3 separate regions of the Mus musculus genome follow, and all the other regions are linked to region 2. Evidence: chromatin contacts called from public Hi-C and HiChIP or PLAC-seq data. All regions are on one chromosome and are shown on one strand. Each heading gives the region's core, a stretch centred on a gene start, on an enhancer-like site or on the middle of the called end of the contact. The rest is flanking DNA. Distances are from core to core; before and after follow the strand shown. Region 1 has its middle 60 kb from the start of Gm29243. Region 2 holds the start of Dctn6 (dynactin 6). Region 3 overlaps Gm33588 (a long non-coding RNA gene).

Evidence for each region. A called contact is a pair of places that touch in the nucleus more often than the background predicts. HiChIP or PLAC-seq counts read pairs in DNA pulled down with a chosen protein or histone mark.
Region 1: a contact with region 2 is called in a Hi-C map of muscle stem cells, with 3 times the contacts expected there. The contact joins the enhancer-like site here to the promoter of Dctn6 in region 2. A contact is called at or near these places in 1 of 39 promoter capture datasets (pre-B cells), 1 of 484 Hi-C or Micro-C datasets (muscle stem cells) and 2 of 115 datasets of contacts at active chromatin or transcription factors (memory CD8 T cells and pancreatic cancer cells).
Region 3: an H3K4me3 HiChIP or PLAC-seq map of embryonic stem cells shows a contact between it and region 2, with 7 times the contacts expected there. The contact joins the enhancer-like site here to the promoter of Dctn6 in region 2. A contact is called at or near these places in 3 of 39 promoter capture datasets (HPC-7-derived erythroid cells, cranial neural crest and hematopoietic stem and progenitor cells), 2 of 15 datasets of contacts at CTCF or cohesin (CD8 T cells and embryonic stem cells), 8 of 484 Hi-C or Micro-C datasets (the G1E-ER4 cell line, differentiating embryonic stem cells, embryonic stem cells and 2 more), 14 of 115 datasets of contacts at active chromatin or transcription factors (bone marrow-derived macrophages, embryonic stem cells, extraembryonic endoderm stem cells and 3 more) and 3 of 9 other capture datasets (adipose tissue, liver and pancreatic islet).

The regions. Positions count from the first base shown.
Region 1 is chr8:34,274,495-34,278,290 of GRCm38.p6, reverse strand. No RefSeq gene overlaps it. Among named protein-coding and RNA genes, the nearest start is that of Gm29243, 60 kb to the right of the region's middle. Within about 2 kb of position 1,985, at least 62 of the 459 cell types and tissues checked have an H3K27ac peak or open chromatin away from gene starts, as enhancers often do. A contact at or near this core is called in memory CD8 T cells, muscle stem cells, pancreatic cancer cells and 1 more, where this site is marked.
Region 2 is chr8:34,107,373-34,110,621 of GRCm38.p6, reverse strand. It overlaps Dctn6 (dynactin 6), which reads left to right and starts at 1,910. Exons shown (of 7, transcript NM_011722.4): 1 at 1,910-2,203. The coding sequence starts at 2,181. It also overlaps a transcript of Mboat4 not described here.
Region 3 is chr8:33,972,429-33,975,731 of GRCm38.p6, reverse strand. Gm33588 (a long non-coding RNA gene) reads right to left here. Exons shown (of 2, transcript XR_378863.2): 2 at 1,228-1,706. Among named protein-coding and RNA genes, the nearest start is that of Gm33588, 9.9 kb to the right of the region's middle. Within about 2 kb of position 1,486, at least 14 of the 459 cell types and tissues checked have an H3K27ac peak or open chromatin away from gene starts, as enhancers often do. A contact at or near this core is called in differentiating embryonic stem cells and embryonic stem cells, where this site is marked.

The DNA.
Region 1 (3,796 bases), core at 736-3,235, 170 kb before region 2:
CAGGTCTCCCTCCCAGTCATCAGAGGACTGAACCCTGTGTGTAGATGGCTCCAGACTCAAAGGACCTGCAAAAGAGGAAACAGCTCCCACACAGAGCCAAGAATAAGGCCTGTTCCACCAGTGCTGGGCCTTAAGCAGATATTTCAGACCATCTTAGGCCCTGGTTAGAGTACTGAAGACCATCTTGGGCATCTTGGATGGATAATGTAGATCGCCTTGGACCTTAAGTGAAAGCTACAGATAGTTGTGGGCCTTAGGTATATACTGCAGACCATCTTGGGCCCTAAGTGGGCTATCTTGCCATCTTGCCTCAGTGGGGTGGACAATTAAACCTAAAATTTTATTCTGCTTCATGGTTGTTCTTCAAGAATGGAGTTTTTCTTCAGTTGATTTGCGCATAAACTCATGTCCTGGTTTTGAGAACTGTAAAAAGTTCCTTTTGTTCATTGGTGTAATGGTGCAGTATTTTGATGACTGGTTAATTTCAGTTGCTTGACAGATGGTAAAAATGTGAGACTAACAGGGTTCCTGTTTGTTTTGTTTTGGCCGTGCCTTACTTTTTGTTATTTTATCTCGTTCATAGTTTCCCTTTTCACCCACTGTCTATAATGTAATTCCCTCTCCCATTTTGCCCTTTCTCACCCAAGCTTCCTTCCTTGGAAGATCGCCCTTTAAAATCGGGTTTCCCACCAACAGAGCAGCCATGCTGGTGGAGCCGTCACCGTGGCTCTGGCCACAGACCTCTTACACTCTTCCTTAGAAGACGACAAGCAGCCATGCCCCTGAGGGTAACCATAGCAATGATTCACTTGGGCCATATTCTTATATGACCAGGATGAAATCATACAGTGTAGATCCCTGTGTCTAGCTCGGTTCTATCTTATCACGTGACTCATCCACAGAACACAGTATGTTCTCTCTCCTGCTGAATTCTACTCTGCGTGGATATGCCACAACTGATGCCCTTGAAATCACTTCACCTTTGGGGCCAATGTGAACAGTGTTGATGTGAGCCTTCTTGTGTGCATCTTGGTAGCTGTCTGAATATCATATGCCTGGGGCTAAAATTGCTTGTTCACAGACAAGGATTGTGCTGGCCAGTTTTATATCAACTTGACATAAGTTAGAGTTATCTGAAAGAAAGCAAACTTAATTGAGAAAATGCCTCCATGAGATCCAGCTGTAAGGTATTTTCTTAATTAGTGGTTAATAGGGAAGAGATCAGAGCATTGTGGGTGGTGCCACTCCTGGGCTGGAGGTTCTGGGGTTCGATATATAAGAAAGCAGGCTGAGCAAGCCACGGGGAGCAAGCCAGTAAGCAGCCCCCCTCCATGGCCTCTGCTTCTGCTCCTATAACCAGGTTCCTGCATTGATTGAGCCCCTGGCCTGACTTCCTTCGTGATGGATGCAAAAGCAGAAGCCAAATAAACTTTTTCCCCCCTAGCTTGCTGTTGGTCATGGTATTTCATCACAGCAATGGTAACCCAGAGTAAGAAACGTACATATAAAAATCCTTCTTGCTGCACATACTTGTCAATATCACAATATTGCCTTTTCTGCTTAACCTGTTTTAGTAATACATGGTAATCTTTCACCACAATAAAGCATTTATTTATTTTGTTATTAAGCCTTGGCTGTCTGCTTTTAGAAGTGTATCTTGGTCATTTCTCTCATACTTTGTTTTGGAGCAAACAGACCTTTTCCCTGATGACTAATGAAGTTATCATGCTCACAAACCAAATGAGTCACGGAGCTAAAGTGAGACTTAGAACAACAGCCCGAAGCCTCTAGGCTTTTGCTGCCACCAGAATAGGGAGTTCAGGGTCAGTTGTAGTTGGTAATTGTGGCCAAGAAAAGCCAATGAATAAATCTTAAATCTTAAATGTCCTTAAACCATGACGGGACTCGTGTGTGTGTGTGTGTGTGTGTGTGTGTGTGTGTGTGTGTGTGTGTGTGTGTGTTTTCTTTTGTAACTCATTGCATAGTTCCCCAGCATGAACTTTATAAATAACTGCATCATGCTACAATGTCAAAAGGTGGTGGTAGTGGGTGAGCTAAATAATGGCATGGCCATTTATGAATTACAGGGACTGACCTAAAAATTGTGTGTGGGATAGATGATAGAAAGTGAAACTGTGCGTAGGTAAAAATAGTTAGAGATAAGTGGGACAGGAAGAGAAGCAACAAAACCGGAAAACAAAGACAAACCAGTGCAAGCTGGAAAGGGAAATTTACAAGAACTAATCCTTCGATTCTTTTTTTAAGACCAAAAGCAGAAAAAGAAAGGGTTTTTTTTTTTTTCCTTTCTGATGACAGATGGACACAGTGGGCCAGAAGACAAGGCAGTTTTTGAAAAGTATATACTTTGTGTAAAACCCAATGATTTTTGACATGTCAGCTATATCCAAGAGAAAAAAAAATACCTCATCCTGAAAAATGGGAATTTTGGTTCAAGAAATATAAGGCTAAAGATAGAGTTGGGTGAATCAGTTGAAAAGAGATCTAGAAGTGAAGATAAGTTAGAGAAAGGTCAGAGAAATAGGAAGGGGGAGTCTGCCTGTTCCAGTAACTCAAGGACAAAAATCAGAGCAGTGTGTCTACGGCAGTGGGTCTAGAGTATCGGGTCTAGAGCAGTGGGTTCTATAGCATCTACGGCAGTGGGGTCTAGAACAGCAGGGTGTAGAGCAGCAGGCCTAAAGCAATGGGTCTAGAGCAGTGGATCTAGAGCAGCAGGGTCTAGAACAGCAGGGTCTAGAGCAATGGGTCTAGAGCAGCATATTAATAGAACATTTAGCAATGTCTTCCATTGTGAAAAGCAGGAGAATTGGGTCAGGAGTAATTGAAAATAGAGTTGAATGAAACCATTTCCATGGTGGAGAGCTCTTCTTATTTCAGACCCTGAAAATCCAAGGACCATAATCACTGAAAATTCCATAGCTTCCAAAAGTTAGATTTGGCTTGCAGATTTCCCACTTATGTGGGAATAGTGATAACCACGCCCTTATAATAGTTTTTGCAGAAAACCTATCCACTACACTTACTGTTTCAGATATGTTCCATTTCGAAGCAATAGCCCATTGAATTTGTGCAAAGATTGAGGATGAAATGCTGAGTTCTGTGTGAGCAGCTGTCATGACAGATCGCAGATCTTGAGTGGTTAGATTCTGTTGTTCTGGATGTTCAGCCAGGGTGTTCTGCCTCTCAAATAAGCCTCGGCCTAGGAATCCTTAGGCCCCTATTGTGGCCCTGTGTGATGCTCACAGGACCTAGTTTCACTCAGATCTCAATCTGGTTTGAGGCTTTACACTACACATGAGCCAAACTCAGCAAAATGACAAGCAGGGTGACTCACATTATGGGAGTGAGTCTCTTTTCACTAGGATCTACTGGCCTTGTGATGAAAAAGGACAGCTTTGACATGTACTCTGGAGGTAGGCACTGCTGTTGGCACTGATGTCATGGGGGCTGAGCCCCTAAATGGGGCAGGGAAGTTGTGGACACAAGATGGGAACGTTGAGGGCCATCCTGCTGCTTTAAACACTGTCCTGGGGTCTGAGGTAGACTTAGACAGAGATCCTTAGCTCACTGTTTGAATATTATGGTTTATTTAGAAGCTGATCTCAAGAAATGCCCATGGTAGGTCAAAGAGGCAGGATAGGAGAAAAAAAAAGTAAAAGAAGCCACTCTGTGGAATTAGAGAACTGTCACACACGGTGTCAGGCACAGCCCGGGGGGTATGCTCGAAGCTCAGGTGCCTCATCACTTCCTAGCAATTCTGGCTTGCCCTCAGGTACAG
Region 2 (3,249 bases), core at 661-3,160:
GTCTACACTGCCAATTCCAGGCCAGCCAGGGATGCATAGTGAGGCTCTTGTCTCAAAACAACAAAAACACCAACACAAATAGCCCCGTGGGAAACCTCAGAGACAGGACAGACCAAGGAGAGGACAGAATGTTTGATCTTAGAGACACCTGCAGGAACTAGAGCAATTCAGCAAGGACAACGGTGAAGAGATGGCTCAGAGGTGAAGACAGGCACTGACTGCTCTTCTAGAGGTCATGAGTTCAATTCCCAGCAACCACATAGTGGCTCCCAACCATCTGTAATGAGATCTGATGCCCTCTTCTGGTGTGTCTGAAGAGAGTGACAATATACTCGCATACATAAAATAAATAAACCTTTTAAAAAATAAGAAGAAAAGAAAAAAAAAAGTATAAATGGGAGTTCCAAGATCTACTCTAAAGTCTAAGACAAACTCTGTGGGCTACAGACATATGAAGTGAAGAATCTTATCCTAAAGGCTTAGAACACAGTTTCAAAAGAATTGTGACAGGAAAGGCCCCCACAGGTTTAGGGAGATTGAGGAAGTAGATACAGGAAGCACTAGACAGGAAGACCAGAAAAGAACCTCCCCTGTCATACTGTATTTAAAACACTAACATGGAGGACCATAAAAGAAAAAAAAAAGTGTATTTAAAGTGCAAGAGAGCATCACCACACCACATCACCTGAACAGGTGTGTCCCTCTGAATGAAGGTAGGCTGTTCAGCTGAAACTTTAAACGTCTTGCAAGAGCTCACAATGATGTATTTCAAAGTCTGAAAGTACTCTGGTACTGCACCCACTAAACCTACGTGTTCTAGCTAAAGGAAAAATAAACACTTTCTACTGCAAAAACAGACTCAAAGCTGGGCAGTGGTGGCGCACGCCTTTGATCCCAGCACTCCGGAGGCAGAGACAGGTAGATTTCTGAGTTCGAGACCAGCCTGGTCTACAGAGTTAGTTCCAGGATAGCCAGGGCTATACAGAGAAACCCTGTCTCAAAAACCAAAAACAAACAAACAAACAAACAAACAAAACCAGACTCAAAGAACACATTACCACTAAGCCAGGTCTACAGAAGACCTGAAGGAATCTTTCAGATTGAAGAGAGAAACAAGTCCCTCTGAGAAATCATAAAAAAGAATAAACCACACTAGAAAAACTGTTAAAACAATACAACAACCACTATAAAAACCAGGAAAATGGCAGGAGCCATAACTCTGAGTAACCAAGGGTGACCTTGAATTTGTGATCCTTCCTGGGCTGGGTTTATGGGTGGGTTCTGCCATGGCCAGTTTCGTGTGACTCTCTGGAATGAACTCTGGACTTCATGCATGCTAAGCAAGCACTGTACCAACTGAGCCAACAGCCCCAACACACCCCCTTTAAGATATTTCTTGGTGTGACTAGAAATTGCTTAATTAAGAAACAGATTGTCCCGGATAACCAGGAGTGGGCCAGATTCAATCAGTTTAAAGGGTTCAGAGCAACACTGAAACTTCCCCCCTGAAAAGAAGAAATTCCACCTGTGGGTAGCAGCTTGGCCTTCCAAATGAAAAAGTCCCAGCTTGATCTACGGGTTTCGAACTTGCACAGCAGATCCCTAACTAATTCCTAACAAAACCCTCGTAATTCATATCTCCTGCTGGTTTTGCTTCTCAGAATGAATCCTTATTATGCCACCTGGGTCCTACGTAGCAGTAGTTGGGAGATGGAAAGACAGCTTGGTTTCTTCAAAGTTTAATAGCGTGAGATGACAAAGCCTCAGAAGAGCCAAGCACACACACATACACACGCATACGCGCGCACGCGCGCGCTTGTAAAGAGACGTTTAAAAACTGGATTTGATGTTCAAAAGAGATTTTGACAGGCTTAGGGAGGAAGTTAAACGTAGAGTGAACTTAACGATAAGGATCAGGGCTGATGGGGTTAGGATAGACTTGGTAAACACTGTCAAGTGGAAAAAACGACTTTCCAGGAGGCAGAAGCGAAGCAAGCCAAGCCAACCCCGAAAAGCAAACCATCCTCAGCACGCAAGCGCGAACCTGGAAAGCAGAAGGCGGGTCTCTCAGGCCCCGCCTCTCCCAGGCCGTGCCAGGCTCTGCAATCCCATGCAGAGATCATCGCTCTAGCCAGGCTGCAAAAATCGATCTCAGCTCTTCCTGAGACCCGGGCTTGACGATGGCGGAGAAGACGCAAAAGAGGTACGTGTTAACACCTCCGCAGGGGCAGAACCCGTTTCTGGTCGCGGCGTGGGGGCACTGAGACGGTGTATAGGTGGATGGCTCCATAATCCCATACCTGGCGTCCGTGGGGTGTGGGGGCGGAGAGGGTTTGTTCCGTGACCCCCACCCATCCCAGCACGCCTGCGCAGACTCCATTGGGGCTGCGTGGGGGACTCAGGGAGGCTGAGGGAGGTTGTGCGGGCGAGAAGGCTGCTCAGCGGTGGCTGCACCGTCGGCCCTGCCTCTGATCAGGAAGAGGGAGGCCTGGAAGAAGACACTGATGCTGTCATCCTTATGTCAGTGCCTGAGAGCCCAGGGCCGGCAACTATGGCTTTTCCTGTCACAGTCTTCACCAGTGAGAGCCGTTGGTGGAAAGAGACCGCATGGATAACAGAAAAGCATAGGGATTCATTTGCCGTTGCCTCCTTTGTCCTGGGATTAATGTCTTGAGATATACATATACATATACAGCTGTATGTATATGCATGTATCGGTGTTAAGGTGTGTGCGTGTGAATGTTGTCTCTCAAGCCAGAAGAGGGCGTGGATCGCCCCGGAAGCAAGCATTCAGTTATCACAGGACAAAGATCTAGAGAGACAGGGTGTTTCTGGGCAACTTTCGGCTCAGAATCGAGAATACTGGTGTCAGAACAGTGACGCCCCAGGAATAAACTTTGCTCTAAGAACTTTGTGGTATGCATTATCATTTGATGGTCTGTAGAAATTCTAGGGTTAGTGTCCTGATGAGTTCTAACTGTCAGCTTGAAACAACTTAGAGTCATCTGGGAAGAGGGAACCTCAATTGAAGGATCGTCCATGTCGGGGTGAGTGTCTTGATCTGTGATTGAGATGGGAAGGCCCATCCCACTGTGGGCAGAGCCATCTCCAGTCGGGTAGGCCTGGGCCATTTAAGAAAGCTACTTAGCAAGTGGGCCAGTAAGCAGTCATAGTTCCTGCCCTGAGCTCCCTGGGCATGGTGAGCAGGAAGTGTAAGGCGAATAAACCGTCTCCTCCCCACGCTGCATT
Region 3 (3,303 bases), core at 237-2,736, 130 kb after region 2:
AGAGACGAATGGACTTTCAGGGGCTTTTCCAAAAGCAAAATAAAAAGAGAAAGGAGGTAGTGTTGAGTCTGGGGAAATCTGGCTACCTGAACTAATTTTAGCCAAAGATATAAAATGTAAGTTTAACCAAAAGCAAAATATAAGCAGAGGTAGGTTAGTTTGAGGCTAGCCTGGTCTACATAGAGAGTTCCAAGTAGCCAGAACTATATAGTAAGACTATGTCAAACCAAACAACAATGAAAATCAAAATACAGCCAGGCAGTACAGGCAGGACTACACAGAGAAACCCTGTCTTGAAAAAAAAAAAACCAAAGGTGTGCACCACGGTTTGATATTGAAATCGGGTCTCACTACACAGCCCAGGCTGCCTGCAACTCTCTACATCGACCAGGCTAGCCTCAAACTCACCAAGATCTACCTGCTTCTGCTTATATTTTGATTTTTTGCTAAAGTAATGTCTAGTGACTGATTTAAAGTGTGCCTTCACTCCTGTGTGCTGACACCTAACAAATCCACTGCCTTCAATCCCCTCCCACCCACCCCACCCCCCTCTCCACGTAGTCCTCTGATTTAAAATGTTAATGTTAGATTTAACATGTACCCTCTATAAGCAAATTACTCAAAACAGTAAGAGGGGGATGAGGCAGAGAGCAGCGAGCCAGGCTGGGTTTTACTTGTGAAAGGGCTACGTTTTCTTTTCCAAAAAGACACATGTGCTCACTGCTAGGTTTTAGTTTTGGTTTTTTAATGAAGCTATTTTATTCTATGAATGTAATACCTGTATGAAGTCAATCTGAGAACAACTTCAAACTGCCCAACACTTCTGTTCCACTGGAGTTAGAAACCACACTCTGCCGGAGTCCAGTTTCAAATGTACAAACCTGCCTAGGTGTGTGTCTCCATTTTCAAAAATCCTTTGTTTGTTTTTATACAAATAAAAGGGATAGATAGATAGATAGATAGATAGATAGATAGATAGATAGATAAATGTTCTTTCATAAAATCAAAAACCAGAAAAGAAGGGCAGGTGAGTAGGAAGAGTTGGAGGGAAGGAAGGAGGAAGAAAGGGAGGGAGGCAAAGAGGGAGGGAGGGAGGGAGGGAGAGAGGGAGGGAGGGAATGAGGGAGGGAAAGAGGAAGAGCGATTAGGTAGGCAGGAAGAGAAGACAGAACTATAAGATTCATAATATCTATAAATCAAACCAAGGACACAGGAACACACACACACTTCACACACTTTTTTTTTTTAATGGAGATAGGCTCTCAGTACATCATCTAGGTTAATCTCAAACTTCTGAATTCAAATAATCCTCCTGCCTCTGGCTCCTAAGTACCTGAGACTACAACGGTGCTTAGAAACTTGGATGAAAGGCTAGAAGAGAGGCAGGAGTCGGTGTTGATGCTAAACACTGCAAACCTAGCCAGCTGCAGAGAGCAGTGAGACCCTGGGAAGGAAAGGATGCTTTATTGCTCGGAAAGGGCTGAGACGAAGGGCGTGGCCACAACAGGTGCGGGGCAGGCTGAGATGAGAGAAAGCAGGGTGATGACTCCCATCCTGGAGAGGCAGGGATTTTAGCTGAGTCATGGCAGGTGAGTGTGTGAGCAAGAGTAGAGATGGAGATGAGGGATGACCAGCACAGAAGTGATGCCCGAGGCAGACATTGAAACCCATCATGCTATGTAAAACGTAGTGTCTTCCTTTACCATCTGAAAAAAAAAAAAAAAAAAAAAACCCAACAACAAAAAAACAAGTAGAAAGTACCTAAAAGACCAGGATGAGTTGGTACCCACCCCTTGTGCTCAGTGCTAGAACCCTAGAGAAAAACGGCCCAGACTCCCTGATAACTGGCTCTCACTGTGTAGCTCTGGCTGTTCTAGAACTCATTATATAGCACAGGCTGGCTTTGAACTCACAGTGATTCCTTTGCCCCTGCCCCTGCCCCTGCCCCTGCCCCTGCCCCTGCCCCTGCCCCTGCCCCTGCCTCCCAAGTGCTAGGATTAAAGACTGACCACACTCAGCTACCTGAGCCTGAATTTAAGGGGTGTCTACTAGACACCCTACCCCACCCCAATTCAAGATGGTTTATTAGAGCATAAGAGATTCTCCCTGGCTTACCTTGTTCCTCCTCACCCACCCCTACCTTCCCACTCCACTACCCCTGCACACACATATCCCTACCCTAACCCCCACCCCACATACAGTTTTTCATGTTCCTCACTCATCTCTGCCTGGTACCTTCTGCTCTCCTTTACATACATTTGTATCTTTTGTCTTTGACTCAAGAGTGCTCTAAGAAAAGCATGTCTCTGGTTTGATGCTGGACCTGGCTCTAGAATCTCTGCACTTCTTACTGCAGATAGGCCCTACCCAATGTGCCCTCAAGATAGATCAGTTCCTCCTACTATCTGTCTATGTCCTTTGAACTGGCCTGTTAATTGCACATTTCTAACTGCCATTTGTCCACACCTTATACCATGAAATGCTGAGAACTGGCCTGCCTCTGCCTTCCAAGTGCTGGGGTTAAAAATCTACTACACCCAGCTACCTGGGTCTGAACTTAAGGGATGTCCACAGGGCTGGGGAGATGGCTCAGCAGTTAAGAGCACTCACTGTTCTTCCAGAGGTCCTGAATTCAAATCCCAGCAACCACATGGTGGCTCACAACCATCTGTAATGAGATCTGATGCCCTCTTCTGGTGTGTCTAGAGACAGCTACAGTGTACTTATATATAATAATAAATAAATCTGAAAAAAAAAGAAGGGGGGATGTCCACTAATCACCCCCAACTCAAGATGGTTTATTATAGAATAAGAGGTCTCCCTTGATTACCTTGTTCCTCATTTCCCCAGGAAACTTCCTCACCCACCCCTACCTGCCCACTCCCCTACCCCTGCATACAATCCCATGTACTGGAGGATGAAGCCATTGTAGTTGTGATTAGCATGTGTGTGGTATCTAATGATACCAAACAAAATAGCATTAAATATTCCTCAAGTGAACACGGCTCTCTTTCAGGTGGATATACAGCTTTGGGTTATAGTTCCCTCTTACTGTGTAAAATTAGAACCAGTTGTTAGGTTTTCAGAAAAGGCTTCACCTTGCCAAACACGCTGGCAAAGAAAATGTCCCTTGTAATAAAAGGACACAATATCTTAATCTTTTCCTAGCTCTACCCTGTAAAACACAGTCATTACTGCCTTCCCTGCCATTGCTACCAACTTGACTACACACAGAAAGAAGAAGAGGAGAAGGAAGAGGAGGGGGAAGGGGAGAAGGAGGAAGAGAAGGAAGGGGAGAGAGGA